2 separate regions of the Sus scrofa genome follow, and region 1 is linked to region 2. The links are chromatin contacts, called in public HiChIP or PLAC-seq maps. All regions are on one chromosome and are shown on one strand. The core of a region is the stretch at or near the end of the contact, and the rest is flanking DNA. Distances in the headings are between cores, read along the strand shown.

Region 1 (3,227 bases), core at 315-2,814, 220 kb before region 2:
CTTTTCTCTCTCTTAAATTTTGGAGTTAGCTATCTTTTGATTGTTCCTTTGCTTTTTGCTTTTTTTTAAGGGTTGCACCTGGGGCATATGCAAGCACCCAGGCTAGAGGTCAAATCAGAGCTGCAGCTACAGGCCTATGCTACAAGCATGGCAACACTGGATCTCAGTTGCATCTGCAACCTGTAGCACAGCCCATGGCAATGCTGGATCCTTAATCCACTGAGAGAGATTAGGGATGGAACCTGTATCCTCAAGGATGCTAGTCAGGTTTGTAACCTACTGAGCCATAGCAGGAACTCCTGGGGTTAGCTATCTTTATCACTCAACAATCCAGAATCTCATACTGCCTTATGATATCCCTTTTATTACTGGATTAGTTAATTGTCACATATTTTCAACTAAATTGCAGAAAGTTTAAATAATGTGCAATGCTTGCATGTTAATGTCCCTAGCCCTGCCCCAAATCTCAAGGATTATTTGCTGAATGAAAAGTCGTGTTCTTAATGAATTCAACAGAGAATTAAGGTATTCCGTTGTATGCCAGGTAAAGAAGTAACAAGCAACACGAGAGTACCGGCTTTTAAATGTCTTGACTTCAGTGTTTAATTTGGCTGTGTTAGCTCTGGATCTGCTTTCAGCAGAACTTGGAATATTTTTTCCTAAACCTGAGTTTCTTGGCTGAAATGCTGTGGGGTTGCCACTCTGTAGTGAGACCTGTAACTATGCCATTCAAAATAAGTGAATTCTGTGTGGGGAAATAGAGCCAGCTCTGAGAACTTTGATTTTCTTACCTCCCAGATTTAAAGGAACAGTTCTACCCCCAGTGAGACAACAGATGGGGATGTTAACTTTTGCTCTCTACACGATATTTAGAAGGAAAAAAGGGGGGCAGAAACAGAGTAAAATAAATGATTTCCAGCATTCTCTGAATTCCTGGAACAATGTTGAAATAGACCTTTTTCTGAGGAAGGCATTATAAGCTATTGTGTTTGGCCCCTTCCGGAGTTATTTAATTTTTGCTTATTATTATTCCTACTGAAACATTTTTGGAACCCATCCGTTCCCTCTATTCTCATGAATATGGTCGAAAGAACTGTACATCACTGTTGGACCAGGTTCCAAGTCTGTCACCACACCCGGCTGTCTCCACTGTTCCTTTGTGGCTGGCTGATCACAAGTTCCTCATCATTTTACAGATGAAGAGGAACTCTGGTCAGTATCTGAGCACTTAGGAGTTCCTATTATCTTTTCCTTTAGCAATCATTTATTTGCATATTTCAAATCATTTATTTGAATATTCATTTGACAGAGGACTGAAATGAGACTCAGAAGCTACTGAGGGAAGAGATGGCACAACGCAGAAGTGACAGGCATTCGTCCATCAGGGGGGAACCCTGACCACTGGGATACAGGAGACAGGAAGGACTCCGGCAGACAGACTCCACCTCCTTCATGGAAGGGTTGTATCCCTTCCACTTCCAATCGGAAAGTGGATGTGACTGTTGTACAGTTTGCTGTTTCTCTTTGTGGTTCATTGTCCTGCTGGAGCCAGGGAAGTAATGTGTTACACTACAATGACTCGTATCTGTCCTTGCTTCACTGACTCCTTAGACTCACCCTTCACTGCCCTAGGTTGGCAGCTCCCAAATAAATTATCAGCACTTCAATCCCTGTCTCAGTCTCTGCTTTCTTGAGGACTGGGGCTGAAAATTAATTTATATTCCCAATTTATGAAATTGACTTACTGGTTTTAAAACAGTTCCCCGAGGCATGAAAAGAATAAGGAGTGTGGTAACATAAACTACAATTCAGAAAAGTATCTGAACATAAGCAGTGGGTAGGACATTTCTTATATATACAGAATATGAATCTATGTAGATCAAACAAGTTATTTTTTCACATGCAAAACAGAAAACTTCAAATCGAACATGTACTGTCTTCTATGTAACTTTGTCAAACTCTGGCACTATTTTCACAGAAAACACTGCACTCTCTAGCAGAACAATTACGTTTTTCTCGGCCAAGCATGAGATAACATTTTGGAGTATTCAATTTTGTTGCTCAAGCCAAAAAAGAGACCAAGAACCATAGAGAGAGACATTCAAACTCCTACCCCTTTAATAAAAACAAGTAGTATATTTTGCTGCCAAGAATCTTATAAGTCTCCAATTTATAAATGTCATGCCAGGAGAAAAAGCAGAATAACTTATTCACAAAATTCCTGTATGAAACCTCTCTGTGAACATCACATAAAATTCAATGGCATAAAATGTGGAAAAGCCATTGCTATCATATGTGTACGAGCAGTTTACCATAGAGTTGGATAAAAATGTTCACGTCCAAAGTATGAATCAACTTTTGGCCTATGTAAAATCAAGTTAGGCTAGACTACATAGAACAACAAATAAACCCTGAAACCGTGCCTTTATAAAGTCTGAGGCAGTGGGGCGACCCTCTTCTGTATAGCAGCTGGACTGTGCAGAACAAGGCTCTTCCAGGACCAATGCAGTGTGGAAAAAGATGGGGGAGGCCCACTGGCTCTTAAATACCTTGGCCTGCAGATGACACACTGGGAAATGCCAGGAACAAACAGTGTAGGAACAACGTACCATAGTCCCTGCCATAGTATTTGTATGAGGGAGAGGAGTCAATGATTTTTTTTTTTTTTTGGTCCTTTTTTTTTTTAGGGTCGTGCCTGTGGCATAGAGATTCCCAGGCTAGGGTTTGAATTGGAGCTGTAGCTGCCAGCCGATACCACAGCCACAGCCATGCCAGATCCAAGCCTCGACTGCGACCTACACCACAGCTCATGACAACACCAGATCCTTAACCCACTGAGCAAGGCCAGGGATTGGACCTGCATCCTCATGGATACTAGTTAGATTCGTTTCTGCTGAGCCACGATGGGCACTCCAGGAGTTAATGATTTTGTCATTGCTGGTTACCAGTGAGAACCCATGCAGTGGGAAGATGATGGCGGGACTGTTTGGTTAAATAATCTGGCATATGTGATGTGACCAGGAAAAGCTGCCTTAGGACTGTTGCTGATGGGGTATTAGCTCTGCGTCCACAAGAGGGGGCACTGCCAAGTAAAGAAAAGAGGCTTCATCTGAATGTCAGTCCACATTCAGGCTTATCCCTAGAGAACAGCCTGTGATGGAGAACCTGCTTCTGAGTCAGTATTTTGACTCAGAAAATTGCACCTGTAATCCAAATACATGTACTGA
Region 2 (3,055 bases), core at 326-2,825:
AGCCGGGCTAGGAATAGAAAGGAAAGCATTTCAGGCAGAGGGACAGGCTGTGGCTGGAAAGAACTTGGAACTTCGGAGGATCCCGAAAGATGTGTTAGACGTCAGAAGCTGTGGGGAGATTGGGGGTGTGACAAGACTGGAGATGCCATCAGAGGTCAGAGTAGTCAGGGCCTCACAGGAACCTGAGCTTCATGCTCAGTGTATCAGGAAAACGGTGGGTTTAACTCAGTGGCGGGGTAGGAATGGGGTGGGCGTGACACGATCTGGTTTGTGTTTTTACAGAATTATTCTGGCCTCTGGTTGGAGAATGGACTGACAGGGACAGGCGTGGTGGCAGTGGGATGGCGAGATCACAGGTTTGGCCGCAGTCCAGGCAAGAGGCTTCAACCAGGGTGGAAATAGTGATTGTGGAGAAAATGCTCTAGAGAAATGACAGAGCTTGCAAGTTTCCTGTGGGGGAGTTGTGAGGAAGAGGGAGGTGTCAAGGCTGACTCCCAAGTTCCTGGCCTACGCAGCGGGATGGGTGGGGGTGCCACTGAGGAAGGTGGGAGGCCAGGAGGAGCACATTTGGAAAAAAGACCCTGGGTCTGGTTTGTGTATGTTGACCTTTAAGATGTCACTTGGGGGTGTTCTGGCTGTGGCTCAGCGGAAACGAATCCAACTAGTATCCATGAGGATGTGGGTTCTATCACTGGCCTCACGCACTGGGTCAGGAATCTGGCATTGCCATGAGCTGTGGTGTAGGTCATAGACATGGCCCTGATCTTGCATTGCTGTCGCTGTGGCATTGGACAAAAGCTGTTGCTCTGATTTGACCCCTGGCCTAGGAACCTCCATATGCTGAGGGTGCTGCCCTTAAAAAAAAAAAAAAAAAGAAGAAGAAGAAGAAAATGCCACTTGGTGCCGTGCCTGGCACCGAGCACACCATAACGAGGAGCTTCTTTTTCAGGCGGTCATTTCAAAACCATAACTGGCCTTTGAGTCAGGAGGCTTAGGTTCTCGATGTGACCAGGCCCCCTTGCAGTAAACAAAGCTCTCTCTGGGCCTCGGTGTCCCCAGGTATAAATTGGAGGCGGTGGGACTGGATTGTTCTGTGCTCCCTTTCAGCTTTAATATGTCTGCAGTGCCGTGGAATTCTTTGGTCCTGACCACCTGGTATCCCGCTCTGGCCAGCTGGATGGGCTTCACAGAGGTCGATGAACTAGAACTCCTGCACATGGGTGGCAGTTTCTGGGGGAAGCTGACGCAGAGGGAGCTCCGGCCAAGGCAAACTGTGGCTCGCGAGGAGGCCTCGTGACGAAGGGGAAGGATGTGGTTTGAGGGGAGCAGCAGCTGCTGCTGTCACCAAAGAAGCATGAAATTTGCCGAGCCTCGGAGGAGAGCTCGGCCGAGGCTGGCCGTCTCTGAACCGGTGAACTCATGTGACGCAGGGCCCATGGAGAGATGGTGCTGGGCAGACAAGCAGAGGAGGGGAGACAATCGGATCTCCTTCTCTCCCGTGCCCTCCCCTGTCGTCCGCAGAGAGTCACTGTCGGAGTCAGTGTGGGTCTCGGGACAGACCCCCTTCGTTTATGGAGAAAGATACCAAGGTCAACCACAGCATCCAGGCAGCACAGCCGAAGCAGCACTCAGGCCTCCCCCCCAGCTGGTCCTTGCTTTCCTGCGCCACCAGGCTGCCAGCGACGATTCCTGGGAGCCGTTGGGGGCCCCGTTTTGGAAAAGGGGTCAAGTTTGGTTTGATTTGCCTTAGACCAGACCCCGGAGTGATTATTCTCTCCTCCCAACCTGCCAGTAGAAAAACACTTTCATTTGTCACACTTGGGGCCCTCTCCCCCGTCCCCGCCTCCTTAGTCACGAGTAAACCGGCTGGGCCTTGATTCCATAGGGATCCTTTTAATGTATCCACCTCCTCTGGGCTCCCCCGTGGTGATAACACTTCCTACCCTCCCGAAACAGGCTCCGCAGTTGAAGGCTGTGCCCATGTCTTTCATTTTCCTCAGAGGTGTTGGTTGATTTAAAAAAAAAAAAAAACAAAAAAACACGAACAATGGTTTTGTTTATGAGGAGCCGCTGAAAGGGAGCTTATTAGCAAAGCTGCTGCTTCATCCTGTGATTGTGGTTAGTTCGTGAGTAATCGAATTCCCTGGCCTCTTCTTCGGAAGCGATGACTGGTCAGTCTATGGCTTTGGTGTTGTTTCAGAGCAGGCAGATCACGCTACCTCCACCTAAGAGCTCCATTTGAAACGCCTCATCAGAGGATGGAAGCAAGGCTTCCTATGTGCCTATTGCACAGTAGGGATTTCTCTAGAAGTCGCTACTGGGTCGAGGCCTGAGCGGGGTCTCTAAAGAAAAAGCCTTGGGCCGAGGGCCTCCCGAGGAAGCCTCGGAGAGTCATAAGCCACATGAGGGGTGTGTTATATGCAAGCCAGGGAGAACATGGAGCAGAGGTTCATGTCCTGAAGATGAGGTGCACGGTGAGGTAAGCCATCCTTTACGAGGACCCGCTTCAAGGCTGAGAGACCACATTCTGAGCCAAGGGAGGGCTCTGTTTCCTGAGGCCACACATCTGGTTGACCTCCTTCCCATCTCCTTGAACATGCTGTGCTCATTACTGAAACAAGGGTCTCCCTGCTGTTGCTCCCCACCCTGGGGACACCCAGCCTGGTTTCCAAAGACCCTGCAGGTCCCGCCCCCTCCTACACGGCTCCCCTCAAGGGCCAGCTCCTCCCCGGAACTTTCCCCGAGAACCCTCGTCCTCATTGGCCCGCTGGTTTCCCAATTCCTTCCGTAATTGCCGTCTCACTTCCTCGCTTTCCCTCCGTGTTCTTTGCCGCTGTGCGCTCTTCCCTCGGGGTGGCGTGTCAGTGGGGGCAAGGGGGCTTTGCAGTTCTTGCGTGTTCTTTTCCATTGGCGAGCTTAATTAACGTCTTAAGGATAAAAGCCTGGTCTTGCATTTCTTTATATTCTCTTAGAGTAGCGGGTTTAATTCTGAAGACAAAATATGTGCTCATAAATACAGTCGGCCATCTGTATTTGCGGATAAGGGGAGCCAGCC

What was found. HiChIP or PLAC-seq counts read pairs in DNA pulled down with a chosen protein or histone mark.
Region 1: a contact with region 2 is called in an H3K27ac HiChIP or PLAC-seq map of alveolar macrophages. The contact joins two enhancer-like sites. A contact is called at or near these places in 2 of 47 Hi-C or Micro-C datasets (embryonic fibroblasts and fibroblasts) and 1 of 2 datasets of contacts at active chromatin or transcription factors (alveolar macrophages).

The regions. Positions count from the first base shown.
Region 1 is chr10:27,535,053-27,538,279 of Sscrofa11.1, reverse strand. No RefSeq gene overlaps it. Among named protein-coding and RNA genes, the nearest start is that of FBP1, 52 kb to the left of the region's middle. Within about 2 kb of position 1,564, at least 5 of the 83 cell types and tissues checked have an H3K27ac peak or open chromatin away from gene starts, as enhancers often do. A contact at or near this core is called in alveolar macrophages, where this site is marked.
Region 2 is chr10:27,315,786-27,318,840 of Sscrofa11.1, reverse strand. The region is part of intron 5 of C10H9orf3 (aminopeptidase O); the gene reads left to right. Among named protein-coding and RNA genes, the nearest start is that of C10H9orf3, 160 kb to the left of the region's middle. Within about 2 kb of position 1,575, at least 36 of the 83 cell types and tissues checked have an H3K27ac peak or open chromatin away from gene starts, as enhancers often do. A contact at or near this core is called in alveolar macrophages, where this site is marked.